Linked DNA regions of Sus scrofa: regions 2, 3 and 4 are each linked to region 1. Evidence: chromatin contacts called from public HiChIP or PLAC-seq data. All regions are on one chromosome and are shown on one strand. Each heading gives the region's core, a stretch centred on a gene start, on an enhancer-like site or on the middle of the called end of the contact. The rest is flanking DNA. Distances are from core to core; before and after follow the strand shown.

Region 1 (7,888 bases), core at 2,496-4,995:
CATCACTGCCGGGAAGGTGTGGGTTATTACCTTCTTGGTTTGAGGAAACTGAGGCAAGGCCACATGGGCAGCAAGAGGAAGAGCCAAGATTCCAAGTATTTAATCTCCCTGCTCTGCTGCCTCTCCGCAGGGCCTGAGAATTCCAGAGTGAATCTGCAGCAAGGTGATTTATTGAGATGTTAATTTGCAGTGTGTCAGAGTTCCTGTTGTGGCATAGCAGAGATGAATCCGACTAAGAACCATGAGGTTTCGGGTTCAATCCCTGGCCTTGCTCAGTGGGTTAAGGATCTGGCATTGCTGTGGCTGTGGTGTAGGCCAGCATCTACAGCTCCAATTAGACCCCTAGCCTGGGAACCTCCATATGCCATGGGTGCCTAGAAAGCCAAAAAAAAAAAAAAAAAAAAAAAAATTGCAGTGTGTCCTCTGCGTTTTCTTTTCCTCCTGCTCCCCTTTCCACTTTCAGAAAAGTGAGTGAGGCCTTTTGTATTTCCCTCCATCCATCCTCCAGCTGAAGGATCCTTCTGCAAATGCTTTCTCTTGCCTTTTAGGGAAACTGGATCTGAAGAGGTGAGGCTGGGAAAGTTAGGGGGGGCGGGGGAGGGGTGAGTTTGAGGCAGCCAAGGGGAGGAGGAAGCTAGTGAAGAAGGTGGGGTGGGGACGGGACATCCAGGTTATCTCTGAGCCTGTTCCCCAGGGACCTCTGTGTGTGTAGAGCCTTCCGTGCTCGCACAGATGTGGACCATTTGGAGTGGGCAGGAGGCTCAGAAAATGAAGACCAGTGAATTCCCATCCTGGTTCAGTGGTGAACGAACCTGACTAGGATCCATGAGGACGCAGCTTTGATCCCTGTCCTCGCTCAGTGGGTTAAGGATCTGGTGTTGCTGTAGCTGTGATGTAGACCGGCAGCTGTAGCTCCAATTCGATCCCTAGCCTGGGAACTTCCATCTGCCACAGGTGCAGCTGTAAAAGGCAAAAAAGAAACAAAGTGAAGACCAGAGGCTTGGCCTTTTTTCCTCCGGGATTGTTGTCCAACCTCTGAGGATGGTAGGGGTGATAGTGGGAGGAACCTGCCAATGACAACTTAGAATAACAAATTTGACTCCAGATGGAGATGGGGGAGAGGAGTTTGGAGCCAGGTTTAAGCTAAATTTTAACTTAATTAACATTAAATGATCTAATTAAAATTTTAATTTTAATTTGAAGAAAATGAAGAAGTGAATATTTCCTACCCCCCTGATCTGTGGCTTATTCATCCTCTCTGCAAATCCCGTCTCACAAAATCACCATCCATCTTGAAAGTTCATAGGCCTCAAGAACCAAAACCAATGCTGGGAACCTCAATTCCATCTCCTCTGGCTCTGTCTGCTCTGCTCCACCAGGGCCTGCAACTAGATCTCCAATGAGAGATTCCTCCAGCCAGGTTGCCACCACAGGCCTGGTAGTGCTAAAGGGCATTCAGAAGGCAGGTGTTCCAAACAAACCTTTTTAAAAGGACTCCTTTTAAAAATCAACCTGAAGTAGTTCCCATCCTGACTCAGCAATAACAAACCTGGCTGGTACTGATGAGGACATGGTTTGATCCCTGGCCTTGCTCCATGTGTCAAGGATCCAGCATTGCCGTGAGCTGTGGTGTAGGTCCCAGATGCAGCTCACACCTTGGGTGGCTGTGGCATAGGCCGGCAGCTGCAGCTCTGATTCAACCCCTAGCCTGGGAACCTCCATGTGCCGCGGGTGCAGCCCTAAAAAGACAAAAAATAAATAAATAAAATCAGCCTAAAACTACCATAGCTACGCATGACTATAATCTTGCATAATTTACTCCCTGCATCATTTGTGTCCTTTTTCTAACTCTTACTGTTGCTCTTCTCACCATGTGTGTATTTTCTGTTAACGTCTCCCCCCACCGCCCACTTTTTTAAACAAAGCTCTAGCCTCAAACTCCTGACATGAGGAGTTTCCCCAGTGGCTCAGCAGGTTAAGGATCCAGCATTGTCACTCGTGGCTCTGGTTCCATCCCTGGCCCCCGGAAACTTCTGCATGCCATGGATGCAGCCAAAACAAACAAAAAAGATCCTGACATCGATCTCATGATATAAGCCTGGGGAGAGCAGATTTCCTCACTATCCTCCCCCACTACCCCAGGCTCCTGGCTGGTGTACCTGAGCACCCTCTGAGGGGCTGGTGCCTTGTGGCTAAGGTGCTGCAATCCCTCCACCTCCGAGGTATCCAGAAGGGTTGCCAGGCTCTGCTTGGCCTTCCGTCCAGCTTTTAAGTATACCAGGTCCAAGTAGGAGCAGCTCCAGACCACCGCAAAACTCTGGCCCTGCCATTGTGTGGGCCTCGCGGCAAAATCTCTTTGAAAAGAAGCAGGTGCCCTCATTCCCAGGGCATCCGAAAGCCAGGCTGTGGCCCAAGGAAAACAGGCCAAATACCTCGGAGGATCTAATGCACTTTGTCACTTGGCCCTGTTAGACTGGTTTGCGGGGTGAGCACTGTGTGGGAAAGGGCGCTGAGTTAATCAGATGCAGGCCCCTGACCAGTAGGAAGGGAGAGAAGAGGAGGACAAGGAATTTCCCACATTTCCAAGTGGAGCTCATCTTTCAGGGAAGGGAGAACATGCATAATGTGGTGTCGTTCCTGAGCCTGACAATGACTGCGTGTGTGAGCTATCAGCCAATAGACCAGCAGGCCTGTTGGCAGGGTGACAGGCTCGCTGGACTTGGAGCCAGTGGACCCCAGCGCACATCCAAGTTCTGCTACTTAGGAGCTCGCTGACCTTGGGCAGCGTCCTCCACATTTCCACCCTGGGTTTCTTAACCCTGCAACCCATCCTAACACTGCTGCAGATTTATCTTCCTTAAACATAAATTTGACCATGTCGCTCTCCTATTCAAAACCTTTTCTAACTCCTCCTTGCACGTGGGGTAAAATCCAGCTCCTGGCTAGCACAGTGGAAGGCCCTCTTGTGCATCAACTTCCTTTGGGCGCCCCTCCCCTCCTCCCTCCTGCACTCGCGGCGCAGCACAGAACTGCTGTGCTGTGTGTTCCCCCAGACTTTTGCCTTTGCTGATGCAATTCTGCCAGGAGAAGCCTGCGCACGGTTCACTTCTCTGGTGAACCATTCGAGTTAGTGACTCTTGAGAAGCTTCCAGTAAAGGTCCTCAGGCCCCTTGTGCACCGCCAAAGGCCTTGTAAAACCTATATTGCAACCATGTGTTGCCACAGATTTAGTTAAAAAAAAAAATCGTGGTAATAGGAAGCCCAGTTAATTTTTTAAATGTATATGGGATATATTTATAACTAAAAAACATTTGTTGTTAATATGAGCCTCAAATTTAGCTGGAGGTATGTTTATATGATTTTTCCAACTAGATTTAGTCACAAGAGAATCGAGGCTGAAGAGACCCATAGGTATAGCCTTGGTACCCATAAAATGACTGGCAGGTGCTTGATAATCTTTATTTACTTTACATGATCGTCACCTGGAATTTCTCGCCTTAAGTTACTCATTTTACAGCCAAATGAATAAACACGACATCCATTTTTTTCTTCGCCTTTTAACATCAGATATCCTGTTCAAGCCTAAGTGTCGCCCCACGCACAATTTAGACTGGTTTTGATTTTCCAGATCCAACCTGCAATGGATGCCGATAGACGCTAGATGGTGCAATGGACTAACGTACTTGCCTTTCGCTCCGTTGCTGGAGCGGGAAAGAAAGAAGGCGCAGCGCTGCCGCAGAGCCCCTGCATTATTGATTGTAACGCTGCCGCAGAGGTGGGAGGAGCCCGCCGCCATCTCGGCAGGTCTCCCGCAGGATCCGGAATGTCCCTTCAAGATGTTTTTCCCTCGCTGCCAAGTCCCTTGATGTGGGAGGGGAGGGCCATTCATTGCACACATTTTTCTCATTCATAGGAAGATCGGACTTTTCAATAGTCAGAATTATTTGTTTCATATTGTCATTGGGAACAGTGGCACCAAAGAATAGCAGCTATGCTTTTTGAAAGCCAACGCCTTTTTAATCAACATCTATTTTAAAATATTACCAATGTAATTAAAAGGCAATAAAATCGTGTGGGAGTGGGGTAAGGGTGTTCACCACCCAATTATGACATTCGTTTATAAAATAAATGAAATAGATGAAAATACTTCGGATGTAAAATAATTTCATTAGATTGATGTGGGCACGCCTGCATTTTCAGCCCGCGTGGTAACCAGAAATCTGCACATTCTAAATGAAAAGAGATGCTCTAAAACTAAACCGTGGGTGGGGTCTCCATGTGAGCCGTGGTTGGCAACTCTCACTAATGACCAGTAGAGGGCGATAATCCATTCAGACAAAAAGGGGATTCATACGAACAAACAAACGATACATTTATGCAGCCAACATTTCATTGTAACAAGGAACTTAAAATGTATGTTCATTCACCAATCCTTTTATTTGGGCAACGCCCTTTCTTAGAATAGGGATTTGCTGGTTAGAGTGCTGTATTATCTCCCTTCTTTGCAGATCACGCACCCATAATGCATCCTCTGTATTGTCTCACTGATCAGGTTTCCTTAGTGAAATGAGACTTTAAGGACAGTACAAAGCATCTTGACTCAAGAAGCTTTCTAGATGCTGTACTGATAACCACCAAATACAATTCAACAATGCTTTTTAAATCAACTTTCCTACATTGAGTCTTCCCCAAGCTTAAGCTTAATTTTCACCAGTAACACATTCCTTTTTCTTTGTGTATCTTTGTATCACTGGTTTTAATAATATTTGGTCAAACTGTGTAATTATCGGAACACAACCAATCGAAATGAACAGGTTAGGAAAGAAGCAAACAACACACTGTGGGCCCATTAAACAGCAGCCTCTGTGGTACCAGCCCCCAGCCCCAAATGCCCTATGGGCATTGGTCAGCATCTTGGTTTAGGCTGCTCTCGTAGAACACCATAGACTGGGTGGCTTACAGGCAACAGAAATTCATTTATCATAGTTCTGGAGACAAAAGTCTGAGGTCAGGGCCATGGTCAGGTTCTGTTGATGGCCCACTTCTTGGTTCAAAGACAGAAATCTTTTTGCTATACACTGACCTGTTGAAAAGAGGGAGCAAGGGCTCTCTGGACTCCCTGATACCATCACGTTGGAGGTTGGGTTTCAACACATGAATTTTGGAGGAACACAAACATTCAGTTTGTTTCTTTCTTTCTTTTTTTTTTTTTCTTTTTTTGTAGGGCCGCACCCACAGCCTATGGAAGTTCCCAGGCGAGGGGCCTATACCACAGCCACAGCAACTCAGGATCCGAACCGCATCTTTGAACTACATCACAGCTCACGGTGATGCCGGATCCTTAACCCACTGATCAAGGCCAGGGATCGAACCCACGTCCTCATGGATAATAGTCGGGTTTTTTCTTCTGCCCGCAATGGGGACTCCACAGCCAGTATGTATCACAAAGGAAATTGATAGTTAATCTGGCCCGTTGGTGGCATAGAGGTCATTTAAAGAGCTCCTACTTAAATTTGAAAAGTAATCATTTTTCAAAAGACAAATAAAAAAAAATACACAGTAATCTACCACTTAGCCAAATCCACAGGCAAGGTAATTGAATCAATTGCTAAATCCTATGCTGGCCTAACCCAAGCCCTGGTGGAACAAAACTGAGCTCCCTCTCACCCCCGGCAGGGCTGGTGCTTGATGAGGCTCATCCACAAAGGCCCCCCTAGAGTGAGATGCATGTCATATTTTTGGAGTGTAGAAAGCAGCTCTTCAGCCCTGGCTGCTTAAATGCCATCTGTGGGCCCCTGCCAGTCACACAGACACTGTCCTGACCAGCCCCTTCAGATTTTATGTCTAAACTTAGGATATCCAACTGCAGCAAGAAGTTTAGTCCTGAAACTCAGGTGAACAGAAAATAGCACATATACTTATTTATTTTCTTTTTGTCTTTTCTAGGGCCATACTCACAGCATATGGAGGTTCCCAGGCTAGGGGTCAAATCGGAGCTTGTAGCTGCTGGCCTACACCACAGCCACAGCAATGTTGGATCCAAGCCGCATCTGCAACCTACACCACAGCTCATGGCAACGCCGGATCCTTGACCCACTGAGCAAGGGCAGGGATCGAACCCGCAACCTCATGGTTCCTAGTTGGATTCGTTAACCACTGAGCCATGACGGGAACTCCAGCACATATATTTAGAATCTCTTAAATTAAGTTGAATGTGACTCCAAACCCTCCTTTAAGGGCTGTTGAATCATAATCATTTTTGGGCCTGGTTGGTGGCAGGGTTCCTGGGTCCTGCAGCCCACAGGCCACCTTGCCCCAGGGCCTATGGTTCCTTCCAGTCTAAAGACCCGGCTGTTTCTGTGCCACTCCTGGGGCTGGAGAATCCCTGGGGAGCTGGAAGGTCCTGAACCTGAGGTCCAATAGCTCTGGTGAGGGAGAGTCTAGGGAGGTCTGGCCCCTTTCCAGCACATAGCCGAGGACTGGTGAGCAGCCCCCACTCTCGCAAGACCTGGGGCCAGTGGCAGGAGGATATTTCTCCCTCACAACTCAGTTACCTCCAAAGACATGCCTCTCACTTTAGGACAGAATTTGCTGTCAACACGAGTGGCTGTGACCCCTTAGCACCAAGGGGTGGTAGAGACAGTTTGTGGATTGGCACTACATGGACATGAGTTCTGTTTTAATGGGGACAAAACAATTTTAAAGATTTGAAGCAGCTTTCATTAAGAATATCCTGTCTTTTCTGGACAGTTGTAAAAACAGGAGGGATGGAAACTTCTCCACCATGGAGAAGGGCCTCTGCTGCTGGGCTCTCGAAGCATCTCCACATGTGAACAATATTATTATTATTATTTAGGACTGAACCTGCGGCGTATGGAAGTTCCAGGGCCAGGGGTTGGATTGGAGCTGCAGCTGCTGGCCTATACCACAGCCACAGCAATGCCAGGGATCAAACCTGCACCCTCACTGACACTATGTCAGGTTCTTAACCTGCTGAGCCACAATAGGAACTGCAGCAAATGCATTAATTTTTCAGTATAAGCAATAAATATAATTTCTATTAGAGTTGTATACCTTTTCTATGCTAGTTTATATGATTCAGATGTTGGCTTTGGGAAAACAAATACGGAAGAAAATCAGAAAGGAATCGGCATGTAGCAGAGTGATGGCAAAGAAGACCGGAGCTCACAGCACCTGGGAGCTGTAGGGTCACCCAGGTCAGAGAGTCACTTCCATTAGGGAGTACCTTATTTTATTTTATTTTATTTTTATTTTGTCTTTTTAGGGCCACACCCACTGCATATGGAGGTTCCCAGGCCTAGGGGTCGAATCGGAGCTGTAACTGCTGACCTATGCCACAGCCACAGCAATGTGGGATCCAAGCTGCATCTGCGACCTACACCACAGCTCGTGGCAATGCCAGATCCTTAACCCACTGAGCGAGGCCAGGGATTGAACCTGCGTCCTCATGCATACTAGTTGGGTTCATTAGCCACAGCCTCTACAGGAACTCCAAGCTCCTTATTTCAGAAGACTGTGCAATTGTTACAATCCTCTGCAGCAACTCTGGCCAGTAGAATGTCCTGCTATGATGGAAATATTCTGTAATATAGAGTTTGCTGTTATAGTGGGCTTGCTCCTGGGTGCTTAAAATATGGCTAGTGTAACCGAGAAACTGAATCGAAAATTTTATTTCATTTTAATTAATTTAATTCTAATTTAAATAGTCATCTGTGCTGTCCACATTGAACAGCACAACTCTGTGGTCTTTTCCTCTCTCTTTTTTTCTGGCCCCACTCACCACATGCAGAAGTTTCTGGGCCAGGGATACAACCCCCACTTAGCAGCAATCCGAGCCACAGCCATGACAATTGCTGAACTTTTTTTT
Region 2 (7,888 bases), core at 2,257-4,756, 390 kb after region 1:
CAAGGCTAAGCAGTCACCAGGACAGACTGGGTAGTGCTTTCTACTGGATGCTATAGTGGTGATTTCTGGAATTCTTCTTTCTTTCCTTCTTTTTTAACTCTTTCATTTCATGCCAGTTCTCTCCTGCTTTTATCCTCCTCAGCAGTCTCAAATGATGAGGAAAAACGCTAAACTAAGACCCTGCCTCGCACAGATACTGTCCAAATGCTAAATTACACGTCAGTCAGACAGCTCGGCTATTTGAATTTCCCCAGCACGTGGCAGTTCTTGTCCTGGAGCCAAATGCCCACACAGTGAGCATGCCCATGCATCACACACACACACCACACACACACACACACACACACACACGCATGCCAGTACAGGGCCAGATGGCAGCCATATCACTAATCAAAGGCATGCAGGCAGCTGTGATTGGCACTGGCCATCCGGAGAGGAATGTGGGCATGATTTGGAGTCAAGATGAGTTGAGAGGGCCTGATGTGCCCCCAGGTCTGAGACCTGGCCCTGATGAGAGAGTTTACCCTGAGGCAGACCTGTCAGACCCCAGCTCACGGACCCAGAAGGACAGAAGAGTGCGTGAAGGGCACAAGACATGAATATATGATTTAGGAAGGAGCTGGCAATGGAGAGGGACGTGTCGGCGTTCTGTCGGATGTGAGTGGGGTTCTGGTGCCAGAGGGAGTGGTTCAGGATCAGCCTCTCCCCTTCTCCCAGGCTCTGGATCTATGGGATCTGTGGTTCACAGCCTTGAACCATCCGTAAATGAGAAGGTCACAGGGCCAGGAGCCAGAGCATGCTGGCCGGGGTGCTGCTGACAGAGCTTGGTGTTTAGTTTACAGAGCCAGGTGCCCTGGGCAATGCTGTGCAGGGGAAGGCATGTCAGGAGCCCATCACTGCTGTCCCCTCACTGCACGCTGCTGCCATGGAGCAGGGCCCAAGCAGCCACCCTTCAGCCCTGGCCACCCAGCCCTGCCTCCTCACTGTGAGCTGTCCTGACTGCCTTTCTGGTGGCTTCCTCTACTGTCACCTGCCCAAATGTTTTTCAAGAGATCCACCTCACACCCTTTGTACTATGTTTCCTTCCTTTCATTGCCAACTAGAGTACACCACTCTTTCCTCTTAAAATTCTTTTTTTCTTCTCTTCCCTTTTGCAAGTATCTTCAGATCCATGCTAAACACTGGAAGGAGATAAGTAAGGAGAAGTAAATGGACTGGAAAACTGAACTTAGGGGATGAAACCAAAGACTGGGGACCTAGGATTTGCAAGGAGAATAAAGGAAATGCTGCAGGGGAGGAAAAGGGGGAGCTGGGGTATTCGTAGAATACCTACCCAGGGCCAGGCCCAAGCAGGCACATGCAAGGAGTAGAGCGGGAAAAATAGAAACGGGTTCAGAGGGGTTAAGTAAGTTGTATAAAATCACACAGCTAAGAAAATGGCCAAGGCAGGATTTGAATCCAAGTGTGGCTGGCCCCGTGCATCTGCCCTCTTAAGCTATGCTGACTGCTTTTCATCAAGACAATGATTAAAAGAACAGAAGATAAAAATGGAGGCGATTAGTCATCAGTTCCTTTTCCCTGCTATTTTATGGGAAAGCTTTTAAGGGGCACCTTCTGAGGTGCATGTGTGAGGGAGTTGGAAGAATGCATTTTCCAGCTCTGGGACAGCCTGGCTGTTTACACAATTCCTCCCGAGTGTCTGCCCTTCCTAGGCCACTTTATGAGGCAGGCAGGGCGTGGAGTGTATCTGCCAGTGTCCTCTGCAGATGGCACGTGTGCTTCGTGCCGAATTTTCTGCAGGGGATTCATCATCTCCTCCAGACAGCTGCTCCATGTGCCTGAAAATATTTGCACATCAGGTTTTATGTTCCCCACAGGCCGCAGCCAGGCCACATCTTGATTGTGGAAGTGTGGGCAGTGTTCAGAAGTGTGTGCCTATCACAGGTATTTTAGGACTGTGAGTGACAGTTGTTTCTCAACACAGTTGTGAGTCTCCTATCCAAGAACACAATGAAATATCCTTTGTCTGCCTGCGCCCACCCCCCACCCCCACCCCCCGCCACCCGGCTAGAACTAGAATACGCCACTCTTTCCTCTTAAAATTCTTTTTTTCTTCTCTTCCCTTTTCCTCTGGGATGAGCTGACACATCCCAGAGGAAAAGCAGAACTGGAATTCTGTGGTCTTTTCTTCCTCCGGCTCCTGGCCCCACTGGACTGTAAGCGGCAGCCTTTCATCAGGGAGAAGGTACAGACCAGGCTCAGAGCCCAGGAGGGTGGTCCTCCACCAGCTGCATTCTGGAGGCCGCAAGAAATTGTTTAGGGGTATCGCTCATTCTCTGTTACCTCTGCCTGTCCCCCTGTGACAGCGGCTAGATCTTCTTTAGTCGTGAACCCTTTGTTCCACTATGTTCAGTCAGGATCTCTAAGTAAAGCAACATGAACTGAGTGCCTTTCCAAGTGCAAGAGCTTTGCTAGGAGCCTCAGGGAGAAAGAAGCCCAAGTCTGTCCAGGGGCAGGCAGTAAGCATGAAGCCAGACCGAACCGGATTTGAAACCCAGCCCTGCCACCTGCCAGCTCCAGGGCCTTGGGCATGTTACGTAATTTTTCTGCACCTCAGCTTGCTTATCTATAAAGTGGAAATATATCTTACCTGCTTTGTGCTTTAATTTTTGCAAAGATTAAGTGAAACAATACGTGTAAGTTGTTCAGCATGTTGCCCAGGGCATAGCAATTAACAAAAAGGACTCTGAGCGTTACGTCCCGGACAGACCAAGTTCTTGAGGAATAAACAGATGAGAGCATGTGCTGTAGACACATGGAGAGGCTCACACACCATTCGGGAAGGGGAGAGAGGGATCAAAGCTAATTCCTGGGCGGTCAGATGTGAGTAATGGCAAGGATGAAGTTGCCAGCAGCGGGAACAAGTAGGGAAGAAGGTCAGGAAGAACGAGGGTGAGTTCGGCTTGGAGTTTGTGGAGCTTGAGGTTGTCGTGCCAGTGAGTCTGAGCTTGGTGTCCATGCCTAGAGAGGTGTGTCCTCCCCTAGCCTCTCTGCCAGGGGGGCCTCGCCTCCCAGCCTTCCCTGCCATGTCGCCACCCCTCAGCCGTCTCCCTCCCAACCCCACCCTGCCTGCACCCTCCCCTGAGGTCTGGTCACAGCCCCCTCCCTCCCCAACCCTGCACCTTCACCCCAGAGGCAGTGCAGGCATCACAGGATCTGGTGTCCCATCATCCTCATACGTCCGACGCTGTCCCCTGGGCCACTCACCAGGGTGGCTGTCACCAGGCCTTGCTTTCCAAGCCTCTCAGCCCTCCAGCCATGGTTCCTCCAGAGCTCACACAGACAGGGGGAGAATTCTTGACACACTTTCTTCATGTGCTTTTAGGAAACTCAGTGCTAATGTTTCTTTTGTTTTGTTTTTAAGTTTCATTGAAGTATAGTTAATTTACTAGGCTGTGATCATTTCTGCTGTACGACAGAGTGACCCAGTCATACATATACACATAGTGATGACTAATGTTGATTTCCACCTAACAAGCTCAGCAAGAACTGGCTTATGTATCATAATGACTTGGTTTTGTGGATACTTTTTTTTTTTTTAACTTTTTTTTTTTAAGCCTCCACCCATGGCATATGGAAGTTCCCAGGCTAGGGGTCAAATCAGAGCTGCGGTTGCTGGCCTGCACCACAGTCACAGCAATGCTGGATCCGAGCCTCGTCTGTGACCTATGCCACAGCTCAAGGCAGTGCCAGATCCTTAGCCCACTGAGCGAGGCCAGGGATTGATCTCACGTCCTCATGGATGCTAGTCAGATCTGTTTCCGCTGAGCCATGTGGATACTTTTTTTTTTTTTTTGAACCATAATATACATACAGTAAAATTAATAAATATGAAGGGTATGACTCAGTGAATTTTTACATTTATGCTCCTGAAACCATCCACAGATGAAGCTACAAACACTGCCAGCCCCTAAAAGAGCTCTGCACCCCCTTCCAGCCAGTAACCACTCCCAGAGGGAGCCGCTGCATTCCCTCTATCACCAGGCATTCATTTTTCCTGTAATCACTTCCTATAAAACACCATACAGTATCACTCTTTTGTGTCTAGCTTCTTTCTGTTCACTTCACAAAATTCATCCATGTTGCCGCAGGTAACAATAGATCTTTCCTTTTCTTTACTGAGTAATGTTCCATTGTACAAATAGGTCTATGCATCCATTCTACTGGTACTTCTTACTGGGGTTCTTTATGAATTAAGCTGCAGTGGTGGGCACATCCTCCTCTCTTTTGGGTGTTTTCCTGGGAGAGGAATTGTTGGTCTTAGGGCAGGCCTATACCCCCCAGAAGGTTTCGTGGCCGTATCTTTAAAGGTAGACTACACAGCTACCATGTTATTTACTGGTGGTGTACTTCCCTCTAAGTTGCTAAGGCAGCCTGGCGAGACCAAGGAAGCTGAGGTTGGCAGTCAGGAAATCTGAGTTTGATCTAGCTCTCATTTAGAAGTTTGGTGTGTGCCAAGGCAAATCAGTTAACCTTTTTTGAGCCTCATTTTTAGCATCTGTAAAATGGAGATAATAGAAATAATTACCTCACCTAATAGTGTGGGAATTAAATGAGTTCTCAATAAAAGCTCTTGGAGGGTTGTGAAATATAAAAAGCATTCTTATGGCCTGAACTTTTTGTATTTAATATCGCTTTTCTTTGAAAAGGGTCTTTATTTTCCTACCTAAAAAAAATCGAAGCGGTTCCCATTGTGGCTCAGTGGGTTAAGGACCTGAGGCAGTCTCTGTGAGGGTGTGGGTTCGATCCCTGGCCTCACTCAGTGTGTTAAAGATCTGATGTTGTAGCATTGTAAGTCACAGCTGTGGTTCTCATTCAACCCCTGGCCTGGGAACTTTTTTGTGCCGTGGGTGTGGCCATAAAAAGAAAAAAAAAATTAAGGAAGAAAACTCATAGTAATCAGTAAAGAAAAATCAATCTTGTAAGAGAAAAAAATACATTGCTTCATTATTTTACAGCCAGTTCTATTCATCTGGTCAGTCACCATTTCATGTCACCTACATGCCCAGCAGCCCCTCAGAACATAGCTGGGAGCCAGTGGTCTACTCACCATCTTCTCCAGCACATTTTGCCCCTTTCTCAGATTTGCCTTCTCACCAGATGGAAGGAAAATGCCCCCTGCTTCCTTGCCTCCATTGTTTTCAATCTTGTCAACTCTGAACATCCGATGAGCATTCTCAGCAGTGTCACTGATGGTTGTGCCCATGTGTGTGCAAGCATTCACATGCATACATGCAAGCATACCACCCCCTTCCAAAGATGGCTGGGACTGGACTGGTTAAGAGCATGACCCATGAAATCAAATTACCCTGATGTGAACCTTAGCATCACTGCTAATGAGCTGGAAGGCTTTGGACAAGTTGCTTAACCTCTCTGAGCCTTTATTTCCAGGGATAATAATAGTTACCTACATCACAGAATTGTCGTATGGTTTCCCTGAGAATATACGTAAAGCACTTAGCATAAAGCAAGTGCTGAGCTGATAGTTAAATAATTTTAGTAACAGTAGCAATAGTAGTATCACTACTTTTGATCCAGTGGGGTGATAATAGCAGGCTCTCTCTCCCTCTCCCCCTCCCTTCTTCCCTCCCTCTGTGTCTCTCTGTCTCTCTCTCACTCACACAGCCTCTTGGTCTTTTCTGACTCCCTTCATCGGAATCTCCCACATGAAGGACCTGCCTATTTCATTCTTTTCTCTCCTGATTTGAATCGTCACAAAGATAGGAACTTAGAGTTGCTCTGTGTTTTGGGTTAATCTGGGGTTGGTTTTTTTTTTTTTTTTTTTTTTTTTTAATGTCTAAGTTAATGACAGGATCACTGTTGAGAAAGCAGATGTCAAGGAAATTTAATTTTGGGGTCTTCAGAATGTATATAGTAGAAACAGGGGCATTTAAGGACTTTGTGTAAAACCTGCTATAGGTTTAGGTTTGTGCACTAAGTAGAAGAAGAAAAATGTATCTGTTCAAATGCTCCCAGTTTGAGGGTTTAAGTTGAATAGATTATTATCTGGAGAAAAATTCACCTATAAATTAGACTGCAAAGAATTCATAATTGTTGCAGCTTTCATGTTAATTATTTCATGTTAAAAAATTGTTACTGCATAAATTAACACATTCTTTCATGGAGAACATATTTTAGAAAGATTTGTTACTTTAATAACTCTTTGTGTATTAGAAATCCCAGATGCCTGTACTAATTAAATACAATCAGATTTTGGATTCAAAAAGCACAGTAGCCATTTAACACAAACAAGCAGGCAGCTAGGTTGACAAACACATTCAGGAAGAAGTGGATCCCTGTTTCTTTCACATTTTGAATTTCACAATTCAGAACTGTGAATTCAATTCCTGCCCTTCCTTTGTATGGCAGCGACCGGGGATTATCAGACTCAGAACGCCAGCTTTCCAGCTCAAGGGCTCCTACGGAATTATTAATCAGCCTCTTCTGAGGCCCCTGTAATCCAGTGGCAGATCAAGGCTGATCTCGCCGTAGGATGCCGTCCCTCTGCCCTCGTCCGCACATGCGTTTCTTGTTCTCTGTCAACAACAGTGCTGCAATTCCCACACAGTGTGCCGTGACCTGAACAGCAAGTGTCAGGGGAGGAGGGGAAAAAACCCTTTTAATTATTGAATTTAATCTAATTCTTCCCATGCTCAAGAAGGAAATCATCCTTTGACGAAAAGCAAACCCTTTCCAGTGTAGCCATTGTTTTAAGCACTGAGCAGGAAGCCCGTCTGTTTGCACTGACCGCACCGCCCGAGCTCAGGTCAGGGTTATGGGTCCCAAGGGGTGTCCCGAGAGCCAGGGGGCTCCCCCGCACAACACCCTGCCCTGGGCCAGGTCCCAGCCTTCCACCCTGCTGATCAGGGCTGCATGCAGGAGCCCAGCCTGGTATACCTCTCAAGCCTCCCAGATGTGAGTTGGTACCCCTCCATTGCAGTGCCTTCATTTGTATTCCGCCCCACAGTGCAGCTTCCACCGGCTCTTCCAAGAGGGATGAGAGAAGGACGCTTTGTGTATCTGCAGAGCCACCGTGGAGCCCTGGGGCCAGGTTAAGTGCTAGGGGCACGGGTCAGACTGCCAGGGAGAGGCAGGTGGGTGGTGCAGACCGAGTTATCCTCGGAGAAGGGACGTGTGAAAAGCCAAAGACTAAAAGGAAAAGAAAATTCATCCTAGCTTCCCCCACCCTTGCTTTTAGGATTAAACTGTTTGCAAGGAGGAGATGCATTCGTTCGTTCCATCCCTGTAGCCTGGCTGCTCCCTGACTCTCCTCCTGGGGCGGTGAAGGCTGGGGACAGATGGGCCTCCTGTAAGCCTGGGTCACTCAGAGCCCGTCTGTCTGAATACCTTTCCTCCTTCTCTGCACTGGGCAGTCCTGTTTTGTATTCTGTGTGGGTCTCTCACTCCTTTGTGCGGTGGCAGGCAGAGCAGTTTGGTGGTGTTTTCTGAATGGTCAGAGCGCGTCCTTGGTCTGTACACCCATGTTTCTTCGTAATCATCAAGAAGGAAGCAGATGGTCACCCTCTGTGATTTTAAAGTGTGTAAATAGGAACTACAGACTGCCATCAAACATCAGAAATGTCATTTGGCTTCCTTGCCTGCTTTGCTGGCAGAAGGAACTCCTGCATTTGCATCATCCGGATAAACAGGGCCAGACAATGCACGTGGAAACTGCCCCGTGTTCTGAAGGAGGGGGCGGAGCAGCACGGGCCGAACACCCCAAAAGCACGGCGGGAGTGGTTTGGAAAAGCAGCCCAGAGTGCTTATTGTCTTGCACACATCCTCTCTTCCCTCCATGTCTTCCTGACTCCATCCAGACCCTCGGCAC
Region 3 (7,888 bases), core at 3,000-5,499, 350 kb after region 1:
CCACCATATACACAGCTGCACCACAAGCCTCACCTCCCATTCCTAGCAGCCCCGAGAGATCCTGGGCTTCTCTCTAGAAAATGTCTCATGGCCCCATATAAACCCCCTCTGCAGAAGTACAGTTTCAGATCCTTATTCTCACATGTAACATAAGCTCCAGTTTTGCTACCATTGAGGATGACTTGTGAGGTATGAGTTCTGCTTAGATAGGTAGCTAGACTGGGGAGAGCTGTTTGTCCAGCTGAGGAAGTCACCTCTTACTCAGACACTTCTCTTTCCACCACGTGTAATCCCTTCCCACTCATGACCGCTGTCCGACTCCCCCATGCTTCTCTTTTCCACATTTCGGCATGTATCTCTCCGGACCCCGGTTTCACTCCCACTTAAACCTGGATAAGTATCAGCTGAATGATGTGTAAATGCTTTTGCCTGCCAGTACATAGCTAAGAGTACATATCTTAGGTTCAGCCAGGTCTGGGTTAAAATCCAGCTCACCTTTGTCATGAGTCCTTGGGCAAATAACTTGACCTCCATATGCTTATCCCCCCATCTGTAAAATAGTGCCAATAATAATAACACCCATTTCACTGACTGGTGATGGCTCGAAGGAGATAATTTGCTTATTGCACGTAGCAGAGCCTCAGGTGCCATGCTGAGTAGTCCGTAGAACGGACGTGTGGTTGTTTATGATCTGGCTTCATTTCCAGCCACTTTCCGAGCTGTACACATCCATTCCATCAAACCACAAGCTCCTTTTGAGCAAGAGGAACCTGGCCTCTTCACTCTGGAGCCCAGAGCCTTGCCATACCTGGCATGTTTCAATGCTCTGTAAATACGGGACCAAACCAGGGCATGGAGCCCTGCCTTAGCACCTGTGTGCTCTCCCGGGCTGCCCACTCCCACCTCACCTGGGTCAATGTCCAGTCACCCTCACAGCCGCCAACCTGGATGACAGTAGGCTCCCTTGCACCCTCTCCCCAACCTGAGTCTATTCCTTCACTTGCTTGTCTTCTTCCTAAATCTCTATGAGCTCCTCGAAGGCAGAGGCCTTGTTTATTTGACTTTATATCCACAGCCCTTTGCACGGTGCCTGTCACGTAGAGAGGATGAGAATGTGTTTGTGGAACAAAGGCTGCAGGGAGGGCCGAGTGTAAATAAAAAGATACGTGCAGAGAGACAAGAATGTAAGGGAAATGAAGCAGTTGAAAACTGGTGATTTGTTACTATGGTGATGTCTGAGTAACTTTTGTTTGGAAGGATGGGAGAAGTTCTGTCCTTGTTTTTGTTGTCTTCTTAACTTCATCTCCAGCAGCTCGGGAGAACAGCTGTATCTAGCAACCCTAGGGTAGAGCCAGAGAGAAATGGAACCATGTGGCCAGGGAGGGGCTGGGTCAAGACCAAAGTGTGTCATGAGTGCCTGAGCTGGTTGAGCCAGATCAAAAGTTATTCTTTGTTTTAGCCAAAAAGGGAAGTGGAGGACATAATCAGGTCTCCTGCAAACCATAGTTGGAGAGAGCACTTTAAGCCGTCATGCAAAAAAATGAAATAAAAACTGTAGGGGAGTTCCCATCACGGCTCATCGGAAATGAATCTTTACTAGCATCCATGAGGACGCAGGTTCGATCCCTGGCTTCACTCAGTGGGTTAAGAATCTGCGTTGCCTTGAGCTGTGGTATAGGTTGCAGAAGCAGCTGCGATCCCATGTTGCTATGGCTGTGGTATAAGCTGGCAGCTGCAGCTCCATTAGACCCTTAGCCTGGGATCCTCCATACACCAAGGGTTCAGCCCTAAAAAGACACACACACAAAAAGTTATAGGACATAGCAATGCCCCACTCTTACCACATCAGTAAAACTCTTGTAATATGCTTCTGCAGGCTCTGGCCATGGCAGGGGAACATCCAAGCATTCGTAGCCAAATCTGACCGTGTGGTGAGGTCATTCTTGGAGTGCTCATGATTGATAAAATTCAGTCAAGGGCTATGGAGAGTGGGAGAGCCATGCTGTGCCTGTCTGGGGACTCAGTTCTGCCTCAATGTGTGCAGAGGGGCCCTGGACTCCATCAGGAATGTTAGGCTTGATGTGAACCCTGACAGCTCCTTGTCAAAGCCCGTTGCTCAACTGATGAGGAAACTGGGCTGCACAGTGTTGGCGTGACTACATGGCTACCCAGCCGCCTTGTCCCAAGTGATGCCACTGCTTCCAGACCTTCCCTAAACCAGGTGCCTGATGCCGCAGAACTAAGAGTCTAGGAGGCTCAGGAGCCAGTCCTAAGCTAGATCACTCCAAGAAAAAAGCGCTTAAAGAGCACTTTAACCATAGTGCAAAAATAAGATAAAAGCTGTAGGACATAGCAGTGCCCAGTTCCTATCACATCGGTAAAACGCTCCCATCATTAAACCTGTCATTTAGTGAAGAGCACAGCATGCTTCTTAAAAGGCAGCCTGGGGTCGTCAGAGCCAGGTCATTCTGGCTAGGTAACCCTGGACAAGTTACTTAAATTCTATGAGTCCAAGGCTCCTGAACTGTGAAGCATCCTTTCAAAGTTGTTCTGAGGATTAAATGAAATACCGTATGTGAACTGCCAAGCAGAAAATAAATTCTCAGTTCATAGTAGCTATTGTTACAATTCATTGTGGTTGTTATGCTATGAACTTGCCTTAATCCAAGTTTAACTGTAGTATCAAAGGAGATTGGAAGCTCTTATTGGTTCTAGAGGTGGAAAAGGGAAAAAGAACAGGTGGTCAGCAGAGCCTCCCTAAAGCTCCATGTTGGAGTTATGGCCTCCTTGTGTTGGGGCACAGGCCACCTCTCATAACAAAAAGACCCCATCACCCATCTCGCTTCCCCCAGAAAAATAGGGGTTCCCACAGGATAAGTGTTCATATGCCTCTCTCATGTCGTAGTCAGAGATCAGAGCTTTAAGGTGGTTGACGCTGTGCCCTACAAGGCCATCCGGGGCCCAGGTTCCTACTGCTCTGCCATCCCTGGTGGGCTTCCCTCCTCTGCCTGGTCGATGCCAGTTTACAGGTACCACATCTACTTTCCAGCCCACAGGAAGTCGGAGAGAGAATGAAGGGCAGCCCACTCTTTTGAGGGATGCGAGAGTCAGGTGTATCACATCCACTCACAACCAGTTGACCAGAATTCAGTGACATGTCCACACCTAGCTGCAAGGGAGTCTGAAAACAGTAATGTTCAGCTATGTAGCCATAGACCTCAAACTCTATTATTGTGGGAGAATCAGGGTGAAGTTGGAGGGACCGCTAGCGTCTGCCCCACCCCTCAGCAGCTTTTATCCTCTCACTACTCTCTTATCTTCAATGAGGTGGATTTGGGCCTCTTCCCTTCAGGCCAAGGGTGACCCTATCTGATGCCAGAATCCTGCAAGCTCTTGGAAAAAGGGAAGATAAACTGCTCTGCTGTCCTCATTAAGGAGATAACCTCAAGTTCAATTCCTCTACAAGACAGCACTCCGAAAAAAATCATCATCCTCTGCCTCACACATACACCCTGTAAAAAGTCACTATTGACTTGCTTTACCATAAATTGTATATGTGTTTATAAATGTATGCTGGGGAGTTCCCATCGTGGCACAGTGGTTAATGAATCCGACTAGGAACCATGAGGTTGCGGGTTCGATCCCTGCCCTTGCTCAGTGGCCTAACGATCCGGCGTTGCCATGAGCTGTGGTGTAGGTTGCAGAGGCAGCCTGGATCCCGTGTTGCTGTGGCTCTGGCATAGGTCGGCAGCTACAGCTCTGATTCGACCCCTAGCCTGGGAACCTCCATATGCCGCAGGAGTGGCCCAAGAAATGGCAAAAATACAAAAAAAAAAAAAAATATATATATATATATATATATATAAATGTATGCTGATATAGAAACCAAGTCTTCCCTTTTTGGATCTGTTAACAGACCTCTGACTGGATCTCATCTGCCAAGTAGGTCATCAGTGAGTAGTCTGGTCCACATAACACGCATTCCTCCCACACAAAGTGGCCACCATTTGTCATCCCAGATACTGTTATTACAGCTGCTGGGGAAGCATCACTGACTGCCTCCAGTGGGTCCCGTGTTCTCCCCCTCCTACTTACTAACTCCCTCCTTTAATTTCCTTGTGTCTGTGTTGGCACTTGTGTTCACGAGTGAGACCTCTTGCGAAAGTTTTGTGGAAGCAGGTACCACATCATCAACCAGCCTGGGGCTCACCAGGGTCAAGGGAGGTAATGTCACGGAAGGGCAGACTGACCTCATTTCCTTAGACAAGGAAGTGGCAGGAGGAGGCAGCCTCCGGTCAGTGGCCCCTCTGCTCCCTTTGTCACCATCATCACCGTCACTGTTGTTCCTTGTCCCAGTAGAGGCTGTGGAATTAGAGAGGGGTCTGTTTTCTGACAGCTCCTCTATCGGCATTCACACCAAAACAGCTTCTGAGAAGGTTTGAAATTCTAAACCAGTGCAAGGGACCCAAAAGTCATGGCTGCTGGTGTTGCTGATGTCTTGCAGCTTGAGAACATGCCAAAATAAAGATCCAGAGGAGGAGGGACCTGGCTTCATGTCCTTCTTCAAAGAAAAGGTGTCGGCCTCCGTTCCAAAAACACAATACAAGTGGCCCCACCACCAGATTCTCGGGGCAGTAGATTTTGATGGGCTCTGACTTCATAGCCAGATAAGTAATCAGTGGAAAAGGGAGAAATAGGCCACACAAACATGAGCTCCAGGGCAAAAGGGAAAGTAAAATATTCTTAGGCAAAGTCCATTCTGTTTCTTTAAAGGAATAGAGCTTCTTGGCGGAAGTGACAAATTAAAGGGAAAAAGAATTAACTGTGTTTTGAAAGGAGGAGGCTGCATTTGCAGAGTCATCTGGCGAGGAAGCTCCTTAGAGACAGGAAAGATTGGCAAAGCTGGGTTTTGTCTGGCCTTGGAGAGTGAACCCCCTTGGCTTTCATTCTCCACATTGGTGGGGAGGGGGCGTTGATGACGCCTGTTCAAACAGCCACTTTGTGCTAATGTGTTTTCTTGTGGCTCTGCCAGGTGACAGCCTGACCCTTGGGCCCTCCGCCACTTTAGCCCAGAAAGCCAATCTCTACCGCTGTGGCCCAGAAGCGATACTGATTTTCCTGTTTCTCTTTGCTGGTTCATGAATAGAAGCCCCCATTTTTGTTTTTATTTGTGTTTTCCTTTGGTGGTTTATATAGAACAAAACCAAAGGGAGTGGAGAGAGGCTTGACCCTAAATATCGACATTAGGAAGAAACGTCTTTGTTGGATCTTTGGTGTTTCTGCAAAACTTGAGGTCGAATTAACCAGCCTTGGTTAGTGTTCCGTGCCCTGCTTGGCTTGCCCCAGATTCTAGGGATCATTGGCTCAAAAGTCAAAGCATCAATAGGCCAAGCTGAACTCCCACCAGGAGAGGGGGAAGGAACAAGAGGAAAAGTGAGAGCAAAATACAGATTGTTTCTGCCCAGTGCCCTGAGCAAGTCCCTTTGCCTGCAGCAGGCGTCCAGTGAACAACAGTGCTTTGCTTCATCCTCTCACCACCTTCGAGCCCTGCCCGTGTGGGCTCTTCAGCCATTGCTCACAGAGGGGCCTGCAGACCCTCATAACCTCAGCTCCGTGGTTGGGTTTCAAGGGTGACTTGAACAGACACTCTCATCCTGAGTTTACTGGGTTTCCCCAGGTACCTAGGAACTCAGTGGGTTCTCAAGAACCCACTTAGCCAGCCACCCCACTCCTGGTTCTTCTATCCCAGATTCTGCCACTTGCCACCTACACGGTCCTCTGAGTTGATTGTAGTTGATCATAGCTTTGCCCCTAATTAGATGTCTGTGGAGGTTTTCTGTGCATTCACCACCCACTCTCAGCACTGCCTTCACTGCCCACTTCCCAGCACAGATGTGACGAAAACACAACAGTGAAGTCTCTCTGTCTTTTAGTACCTTTCACACCTTCCAGAAGGAGAGATTGCCTCTAAACGGGCTTTGGAAGCAATCGCTCTCGCTCCCTCTCTTAATATTTCAGTTTGCAGAGCATCCTTCATCATTGTATGGTTGTTATCGGCTCATATACAATCAAGTCAGTAATTGATAAGATTAAAATGCTTTCTTATTAACAAGTAAAGCTGATTTATTCTCATTTTAAAAAATGATGAATTCTCAGTTTTTAAAGAATTAGCCCATTTTATAATTTTTCAAAGTACAAATAACGCTTCATAGGACCTCTTCATGTGTCATTTAAAAAAAAAAAAAAACCCAGTCAAAAACAGGCCCATTTTTAAGGGTTTTTGATACTATTGCCAAATTGGTTTACAAAGAAGTTATATGCTAACTTCTGGTCTCCTATCAGCAATATGTGAGAATATTTGTCTCCCAAGACTTTCTTGGCTATTGGGCAAGCATCTCTTTTGAACTTTGTTAATTTAGAAGTGAAAGTATCTCACTAATCTAAAATGAGTTTCTTTGATTACCACTGAAGGGAAATGTATTTCACAAGTTGTTTTTTACTTTCTTCGAATTGCTAATTCACATGTTTTTCCATTTACCTAATCTCGAGGGTTTTCTTATCTATATAAATTCCTTATATATTAAACTGTTCACCCAAGAGAATTGAAACCATATGTCTACACAAAAGGTCATACGTGAATGTTTACAGCAGCATGATCCATAAGAGCCAAAAAGTGGAGACAACCCACACGTCTATCAGCTGATGATTGGTAAACAATAACTGATAAGTTCCTATAACGGAATACTTTTCAGCCATGAAAAGGAGTGAGGTACTAAGTCATGCCACACACTGAATGAATCTTGAAAATGTCATGCCAAGCAAAAGAAGCCAGTACAAAAGTTGCCTATTGTATGATTTCATTGATGTGAAATATTCAGAACAGGCAAATCCATAGAGACATAGATAGATTCCTGTGTGCCAGGGCCCGGGCTGAGAATAAGATGGGAACTCATTGCTTCATGGGAACAGGTTTCTTTTGGGAAAGATGAAAATGTTCTGGAATTAGAACATTTCCCTTGCAAATGTATTAAAAACCGCCAAACTGTACGCTTTATTAAAAGGGTGATTTTATGGTATGTGAATTCCCTCTCTAGAAAATCATACAAAATTTTAAAATACTGACCCCAAGGAACATTGCTATGCTCCAAAAAGGGGCAGGGGGAGGCCTGAAGAGCTTTATAATCTGTGCTCTAATTCTTTCTGAACTATTTGGCAAAGACAGTTAAAATATATCTTTCTCCTTATCACTGTTTCACTCTTGCCTTAACCCTGACAAGAGTGAATGTAAGAAGGTGAATGTAAGAATGTACAAGGTGAATGTAAGAAGAAAATGTTCTTTGTGCCTTTTGGAGCTGTTCTATGGCTTGGTATTGAAACCTCACTTGTCATCCAACGTGGTACCGTGGAAACAAATCCTACTGGGAACCATAGGGTTGTGGATTCGATCCCTGGCCTTGCTCAGTGGGTTAGGGATCCAGCATTGCCATAATCTGTGGTGTAGTTTGCAGATGCAGCTTGGATCTAATGTTGCTGTGGCATAGGCTGGCATAGGCTGGCAGCTGTAGCTCCCATTTGAGCCCTAGCCTGGGAACCTCCATGTGCCGCATGTGTGGCCCTGAAAAAAAAAAATGCAAAAAAAAGAAAACACCCCTCATTTGTCCACATGAGTTTGGGAACAGCTCCAGCCTTTGGTTGACTGCAGTGTTAAATCTCAGCGCTGGGGTCTGACGCTTCCATTTCTTTATGAAGTGCTTATGGGTCCCCAGGTGTTGGGGAAGGTTATACAGAGAGAAGGAAACGTGCTGGCAGGGCGTGAGCTGCTGCCTCGCAGCCTGGGGGTCATTTGAACAGGACGAGCCAGCATGGGGAAGCCAAAAATATTCTCGGT
Region 4 (7,888 bases), core at 1,898-4,397, 260 kb after region 1:
AGTCCATCCCTCCCCCTGACCTGTCCCCTTTGGTGACCATAAATTTGTTTTTGAGGTCTGTGAGTCTGTTCCTATTCTGCTAGTAAGTTCACTTATGTCCTTTTTTTAGATTCCATGTATAGGTGATATCATATGATGTTTGTCTTTCACTGTCTAACTTCACTTAGTATGATAATTTCTAGGTCCATCCATGTTGCTGCAAGTGGCGTTATTTCATTCTTTTTATGGATGAGTAATATTCCATTATATGTATGCACCACATATGCTTTATTCATTCCTCCGTCGATGGACATTTAGTTGCTTCCATGTCTTGGCTATTGTAAATAGTGTTGCAGTGAATATCAGGGTGCAAATTACAGTTTTCTCTGGATAGATGTCCATGAGAGGGATTGCTGGATCAAATGGTAGTTCTATTTTTAGTTTTTTGAGGAACATCTATATGTTTTCCTTAGCGGTTGTACCAATTTACATTCTCACCAATGTAAGAGAGAATGTAAAAGGGAGAGTTCCCTTTTCCCTGCACCCTCTCCAGCCTTTATTGTTGGTAGACTTTTTGATGATGGTCATTCTCACTGGTGCAATAAGCTATTTAATTTTGAAAGCATAAATCCAACATGTATTTTGGAAATTACTTGCAACAGACTAAGTCTGTGATTTTAGAACACAGTTGTGCTTGTAGGGGTCTTACCTCTGATTAAAATTATTCTAGGCCTAGTACATAGTACATGCTCAGTAAGCAGTTGTTTCATGAATGAATTAGTTACTTTATTGATATAATGTTGAGGAAAATTATGTAAATAAAATGAGTGGTGAGCAATCCCAGTGTATATATGAGGGCAGTAATGACCATGTACAATGTATACTCTGTACTTTATAGAGGGCATGGCTGTCCCCATAAAAACATTTTGTGTGTTCAGAATACCTTTTATCTAAAGAAGTTCATGTTTTAGACATGAGTTAATTCTCAAAACACTGTTCCAAGGAAGCTGAGTGACACACTCTTCATTTATAGATGAAGTATTTGCGGTTAAGACTGGTGAAGTGTGACTAACTCAAGATTAACTCCAGTTGTAGGAGCCTCATCTCCAGCCTCATCCTGTGCCTGTGACCTTCTCCTCAGCCTTTTGGAAGCTGGGTGGCCTCCTACTGTCCAGCACCACCACTCCCCACCCCCCATTTTTTTTTAAAGGAACATTTTAATTATCCACTTTAGAGAAAATGTAATAATCTAGCTATATAAGCATATTTGGTTTCCAAGTATACAACTGAAATATTTCTAGCCATTTGGCCCCAAACACTTCTTTCTGTTCACACAGCCCCACAAAGTGCACAGTAAGCAGATGGTGCAGACAAGCTCATGGTTTATTTACAACCAGTACAGTAGACGGAGGCATATGTGCTAAGCCCTCTTATACCCGCTCCGTGGGAGCCATTAACACATCCATTTAGATGAAAGAGTCTCGGGGCTTTGCTGTGGGCATTTCTGTTCGCTGCCCTGAAGCATCACCATCTGCCCTGCCTCCCCTTGGAGGCCCTGGCACCCTCCCCTCCTGCCTGAGGCAGTCACAGGCCTGTTCTTCACAACAGCCTGCATTCACTTACGTACAGTGCGGATGGCAGCTGCTCTCTGCTTCTCAAACCAGTTTAACCTGAAGCCTGTCCCACTTCCCCCAAGGTTGATCTTGGACCAAGTTCACTCCCATACACTCCCACAAGCATGTCTGAGCACCTTCCCCACACCAGGCTGGGGCCTGGGGTACAGAGGGTCCTCGGACATGTGCCCTAGGCTTCCTTTATGCTCTAGCTTCAAGGCTAAAGCTTTCTTTGTCACCAGTGATGCCCAGGGAGCCAGCAGCTGTTGGGCTGTAAGACGTCCTGCATCAGGACCAAACACTAGCCTCTGCTTTCTGCACCACTCACCAAGGAATTATGTGCATGCTTTTCTTCCCCCTAGTGAGTAACTATTAATTATATTTAAAGACCAGTGATTCAGAAATGTTTTCTACTCAAAATATTTTGGAGGAGGCAGAAGACTTTCTGCCTGGGAACCTCCATATGCCGTGGGAGCGGCCCAAGAAATGGCAAAAAGACAAAAAAAAAAAAAAAAAAAGGCTGAGTTCCCCTCTTGGCTTGGCAGAAATGAATCTGACTAGGAACCATGAAGTTGCAGGTTCGATCCCTGGCCTCGCTCAGTGGGTTAAGAATCTGGTGTTGCCGTGAGCTGTGGTGTAAGTTGCAGATGTGGCTCAGAACTAGCGTTGCTGTGGCTATGGCGTAGGCTGGCAGCTATAGCTCTGATTGGACCCCTATCCTGGGAACCTCCATATGCCATGGATGCAGCCCTCAAAAAGAAAAAAAAAAAGAATTAAAAAGGCATTTCAATTAAAATGATCTTTCTACATAGCAACCCACAGCTAACTAGTAACAGCCACTCCATTTTCTAATTCCAAATTCCTGGCAGAACAGTCTGATTGGTTTTGCTTATCTTTTTCAGCCAAGCCACAGAACTTGTAGGTTCCCAGCCAGCATGTAGGTGGAACGTCCTTCTCAGTTGTTCACTCCAGTCCAGTCACACATTGCTGGACTAACTATGGTCGCATGGCTTGTTGCTGAGCTGTCAGCGGGACAGATTCCCAAAGAAGGGGACAAAGATGAGGCAGATACCCAAAAACATGTATAGAGGACAAATATGATTTGAGAGATCGTAGAATATAAAGTTCTCAAACAAGTCTCTTTGTGAAACCAGATTCTGTAGGAATAAGGAGCATAGAAGCATCTTGACCCATGTTGTCCAGTGTTTGCTGTATTTATGCTCAGGAGTCCAACTCTACATTGTATCTCCCTCCCCCCCTCTCCCCCTCCCTCCTCCCCTCTCTCTCTCTCACACACACACACACCCTACACACCTGCCACATCAACTGTCTATTATGGATTGTTTCAAACCATTCAGTTTGACTCTAAACTTTAGGACTTAAGAAAAATTAGCGTCTCTTTGTTTTCTCTTTATTTATTATGACTAGCAACTAAGTAAAAACTGTGCAAGTGAAATCCTACAGCATAGAGTAGCATTCCTATCTTAATGGCCAAGACTGAGGTCTCAGAATTAACAAGTGCTGAGACTTGCACATCCAGCAGGGGCAGAGGCTGAGACTCTGTGCTTGCAACATACATCAGCTGGTGCTGGGCAAGGTCTGCTCCCTGTGCCAGCAACTCCAATTGTTGTTTGGTAAGCACACTTTTACTCATGGAGGAGCAATTGTTTCCCAGTGTATCATACAATTATATAGTGAATGGAGAACAATAGCTACACTGTAGAAATATTTCTAAAACAAGTCCATGGCAGGCAGTGCATAGGAAGACGCCCCCAGCTCCACAGTACCGGCTACCATGTGGCATTTAGCATAGTGTGAATGTCAATAAGGGTTCAGGAGGACAGGGCACTTTGTCTCAAACACCTCTCTTTGGAATGAGCCCAGCAGCATCTGTTTCCAGCTCTGCCCACAGGGTGGGTGTGGCAGTGGGGACGTAGGGAGCAGGGGTGTGCAGGGTGCCTGGAGGTGGGTGTGAAACCACACCCCCATCCCCGCCCTGCCCCAGACACTTGCTTCCTCACACTCAGGCTTGTAAGAAGAAAAAAGGTCCCAAACATCAGTTGACTTAGTGTTTCTTGAGGTCTTGACTCGAAAGGAACATGGACATGAATGTCATTTCTTCAGGAGGTTAGAATTTGGGGTTTGGGGTCACTTGGGAGCTGAACTACCATGTCTAAGAGATTTATAGTTCATGTAGGAGGAGACTGGTTGACAGTGTTTTTCCTGATCGGTACCACAGAATACGCAGGATTTTTACCAGACCAGCATCAAAAGGATTCGTGTACTGTGACAGATTGCTTTTGTAATTTATTCTGCCTGGACGGCCCTGGAATACTCTCAGTGAAGGTCTGTGTGGGTCAACGAAGGTTTTGCTCTTCATGTTAGATGGCTGCCAAGGGCTCACTTGTCAGACCAGATGAGGAGAGTGGTATTTAGCAGTCTTCCTCTCACTTCATAATTCATACCCCCATATTTTTATCCTGCAAGAGTATATTGTATTTATATCTTTAAACCTTAGGGTTGAATCATTTATCACAGGCAGCTCTGTGAAGAACAAGGTAGAATTCAGATTGCAGAGCAATTTTACTAAATTTGTATTACTCTCTGAGCTGCAACACTCTGCCCAGGAGAACTACTACCTTCAATGAAAGAATTGTTTATTTATGAGACAATGAAATTAGTCATTATCGCTTATTTAATGACAGAACTAAAACCTAGGTCTCTCTGACTCAGGAGGCATGCTTAGCATTAGATCACTGGTTTGCAAACTTTAGTCAATTGTATACACCTGTCTGATTTTTTCAAATCTATGCACCATCTTTATTGCTCATTGTCCCTTACATTAAGTTTTTATGCTAAGCCAAATTTATTGATTTTTTTTGTTTATTTATTTATTTGATATACTTATTTTTGGCCAAGCCAGTGGCATGCAGAAGTTTCCAGGCCTGAGATGGAACCCGCACCACAGCAGTGATGATGCTGAATCCTTAACCGCCAGGCCACCAGGAGACTTCCAAACTTATTTTTACAAGAAACTTTATATCACCACCTCAAGTAGAAAATCAGTCTCATTTGATAGGAATAGATGATAATCATTAAAGTACATGAGTGAAAAATCAGAACGCTACCCTGTTCTTGCAGATGCCTTTACCTGTGGAAGCCTCTGGTGAAGAGGCCAGAACAGCTGCAGACAGCTGAGACTTGGGTGTTAGAGAAGGCTTGCCAAGTAGAAAAAAAGCAATAAGCTTCTTATTCTGTAACTAATTTTGTGATAGGCCTACGGCCAGAGCGCTCCTGGTAGCACACACGCTGGAGCACTCAGGTCACCCGTGCCTGTGAAACAAGTACCCATGGAGACGAGACAGGGAGGTTTCAGAGTCCTTCATGGGCACCCACTGAAGATGACCTCACAGTAGAGAGTGGCCATCAAATGCCATGTCACCTGAGAGCTTAAGTTCAGTGGAACTAACATTAGTTGGGTAGAAGTTGAAAGATGGGACAAATCCATCACTCAACCCATTTGTTTTCGGCAAGTCATGAATTTAATTGTCTGCTAATGTGGAGATGAATCCTAGTTAGAAAACACACATATGAAAAAGAAAAAGGTCATTTTTCTTCTAGGCTATGAGTACATGCAGTTTAAGCAAACTTATTTTCCCCTTTAAAAATAAATATGATATATTTTTCTTTTCTGTAGTATATTTATTTTGACTTCTTTTAGAGAAAAATGGCAACAAGACCTCCATGAAAGCCTGTGAACATGTCTCTAAGCAGTCACCCAATTGGGCTTAACATAACAGATGCCAAGACCCTTACTACAAAGGCTAAAGTAAAATATTGTGTCTTTCATGGACTCAGTGCTCATTGAAGACTCAATAAGTACATTTGTGGATTTATTTTTGAAATACTTCCCTGAATAAAGTTGTGTCCTTTCAGGGAGTTCCCTGGTGGTCTGGTGGTTAGGACTCAGCGCTTTCACTGCTCTAGCCCAGGTTCGATCCCTGGTATGGAAACTGTGATCCCTCATCAAGGTGTTGCATGTTGCATCCAAAAAAAAGTTGTGTCTTTTCTGCAGTTAGCTGTAACGTCAGATGCGTTCATGAGTGGGCAGGGCAGAGGCATCAGAGCTGCAGCATTTGCATGTGGAATGCTTCTGTCTGGGGTGACGGTGAAGCTTTGCCACTCCCTGCTCTGGTTTCTTTAGCTGCTCCTCTGGGGCCAAACACTGTCCTCCTTTCTCTACTCTGCTCTGTGACCTGATGTCTAACTTTTCTGCATGACCTCTTGGGTGGGCTCTTTGCCTCTGCTTTCTATTTGGGCTCAGCCGTGGGACATGCCAGAGAATAGAGGGAGGAGGGAGAGAGTAGAGGTCAGAGTGCTTCTTCCCTATGGGGTTTTTCACACTGACAGCAGCCCCACAAGGATGGTCACAGCTGTGGGCAGGCAGCGCTTGCCCCAGCACTTCTGTGAATACCCAGTTCAAGTACTCACTCTCTCATCTGACCCCTTCCAGCCTCAGAGTGGGACAGATCCTGCCCTACCTGATGCCCAGGGGACTGCACTAGGTCTTGCGGCTTCCCTGCACCCTGCCCACTTCTTTATAAATTGTCCCTTCATTAAATTCCCTTCAAATTTTATCATCATTTGAGGATGCTGCCAGTTCCCCACTGGTACCTAGACTGATAAAGGGTACGTATGCTGACTTCTCTGCAACACTCAGCAAAACTGACTGGTTCCAGAGGTTCTAACATCTGACCTCAGCTTTAACAGCAATGTCTTCACAACACTGTAAATCAATTCTACTTTAATTTAAAAATAAATTAAAAATAGCAATGTGTTCTGTACCACTATGGTTCCCAAACTTGAGGATGCTTCAAGATCACATGCGGAAGCCATGAAAATTCAGATTCTGAGAGTTCCCACTGTGGCTCAGCAGTAACAAACCCAAGTAGTATCCATGAGGATGTGGGTTCTATCCCTGGCCTCGCTCAGTGGGTTATGGATTCATTGTTGCCGTGAGCTGTGGTGTATGTGGCAGATGAGGCTTGGATCCCATTGCTGTGGCTGTGGTGTAGGCTGGCGGCTACAGCTCTGATTTGACCCCTGGCCTGGGAACCTCCATGTGCTGCAGGTGTGGCCCTGAAAAAAAAATTCACATTCCTAGACCCTACCCCACCCCCACCTACTGACATAGGGGTGCTGAGGATGGCTCTAAGGCTCTGTGATGATTGACCTTTTGTAGGTCACCAGACACAGAATATGGTGATTCAGGGTGCCTCTGGACAGATAACTGGTTAAAGGGCACTAGACTCTTGTCTTGTGCCATGTTTAGCAGTTACCTAGCAGTGAGTGAGTGAGTGGAACACCTGATAGTTGTAAATAAGAATTCTCCTTTAGAAATGCAATTTAATGAGAAAGAAAAAAAAATCTGAGAGAGGGGAGCTCCTGTTAACAGCAGTGAGCTGATGCATTGGCAGGAATGGCCAGCCTCCTTCTGGCTCTCTGTGCAAGATTTGGAAGAGATGAGACCATTTCCTGTTACCCAGGGGGAAAGCCCAGTGTCTCTCTTTGCCATGGGATTGCTCATGATCATCTGTTAAGAAATCATGATGATGAAAAAGTGTAACTCAGGATATGAAATGTAACTACCTAAATGCAGGACACTGGAGTGGCCTAGCACTTGAGGATCTGGGATTGTCACTGCAGTGGTGCAGGTCCCTGGCCCTGGAACTTCTGCATGCTGTGAGCATGGCCAAAAAATGAAAAAAAAAAAATACCGGACACTGTTTTCCTGAAAAAAACAATTTTTTTAAAGTTATAAATAAGTCCTATGTTAAAACAGATCTCTTCATGGAATCCTGAGTTCATCCTTGTCAATGACCATGCTCTGAAAAAGCATCAGTGTTCACTTTCCTGAGGGAAAACTGAGACGGGCTCAGGACCCTGAATGAAACTGGGTAATGTGTCCAAATGACACAAGTTCAAATCCCACATGCCTCGAGGGGTCGGATCCATTTGTCCTCATCAGGATGTGCATATGTGAGATTCTCAGAGACTGTTACTCCCTGTCCCCTGCCAGAAGGTTTATTATCTAAAAAAAAAAAAAAAAAAAAAAAAAAATCCGCCTCTCATTTCAGGGAAGAGGTACAGAGACACAAAGTTAATTGAAGAGTGTGTTCTGCTGAGTCAGCAGGGCAGACCCCAGGCGTCTCCAGCTACCCTGCAGTGGGTATTGCAAAATTGTCTGACAGAATTCCTCACTCCCAGCTCAACAGCGACACCTCTCACCTCAGCAG

The links. HiChIP or PLAC-seq counts read pairs in DNA pulled down with a chosen protein or histone mark.
Region 2: a contact with region 1 is called in an H3K27ac HiChIP or PLAC-seq map of alveolar macrophages. The contact joins two enhancer-like sites. A contact is called at or near these places in 2 of 2 datasets of contacts at active chromatin or transcription factors (alveolar macrophages and skeletal muscle).
Region 3: an H3K27ac HiChIP or PLAC-seq map of alveolar macrophages shows a contact between it and region 1. The contact joins two enhancer-like sites. A contact is called at or near these places in 2 of 2 datasets of contacts at active chromatin or transcription factors (alveolar macrophages and skeletal muscle).
Region 4: an H3K27ac HiChIP or PLAC-seq map of alveolar macrophages shows a contact between it and region 1. The contact joins two enhancer-like sites. A contact is called at or near these places in 1 of 47 Hi-C or Micro-C datasets (fibroblasts) and 1 of 2 datasets of contacts at active chromatin or transcription factors (alveolar macrophages).

The regions. Positions count from the first base shown.
Region 1 is chr1:77,994,973-78,002,860 of Sscrofa11.1, reverse strand. No RefSeq gene overlaps it. Among named protein-coding and RNA genes, the nearest start is that of WISP3, 6.6 kb to the left of the region's middle. Within about 2 kb of position 3,745, at least 21 of the 83 cell types and tissues checked have an H3K27ac peak or open chromatin away from gene starts, as enhancers often do. A contact at or near this core is called in alveolar macrophages, where this site is marked.
Region 2 is chr1:77,607,874-77,615,761 of Sscrofa11.1, reverse strand. The region is part of intron 9 of FYN (FYN proto-oncogene, Src family tyrosine kinase); the gene reads left to right. It overlaps LOC106508922 (a long non-coding RNA gene), which reads right to left and starts at 7,735. Exons shown (of 2, transcript XR_002343836.1): 1 at 6,958-7,735; 2 at 5,800-6,639. Within about 2 kb of position 3,506, at least 6 of the 83 cell types and tissues checked have an H3K27ac peak or open chromatin away from gene starts, as enhancers often do. A contact at or near this core is called in alveolar macrophages, where this site is marked.
Region 3 is chr1:77,649,737-77,657,624 of Sscrofa11.1, reverse strand. It overlaps a transcript of FYN not described here. Among named protein-coding and RNA genes, the nearest start is that of FYN, 11 kb to the right of the region's middle. Within about 2 kb of position 4,249, at least 6 of the 83 cell types and tissues checked have an H3K27ac peak or open chromatin away from gene starts, as enhancers often do. A contact at or near this core is called in alveolar macrophages, where this site is marked.
Region 4 is chr1:77,735,595-77,743,482 of Sscrofa11.1, reverse strand. It overlaps a transcript of FYN not described here. Among named protein-coding and RNA genes, the nearest start is that of FYN, 97 kb to the right of the region's middle. Within about 2 kb of position 3,147, at least 8 of the 83 cell types and tissues checked have an H3K27ac peak or open chromatin away from gene starts, as enhancers often do. A contact at or near this core is called in alveolar macrophages, where this site is marked.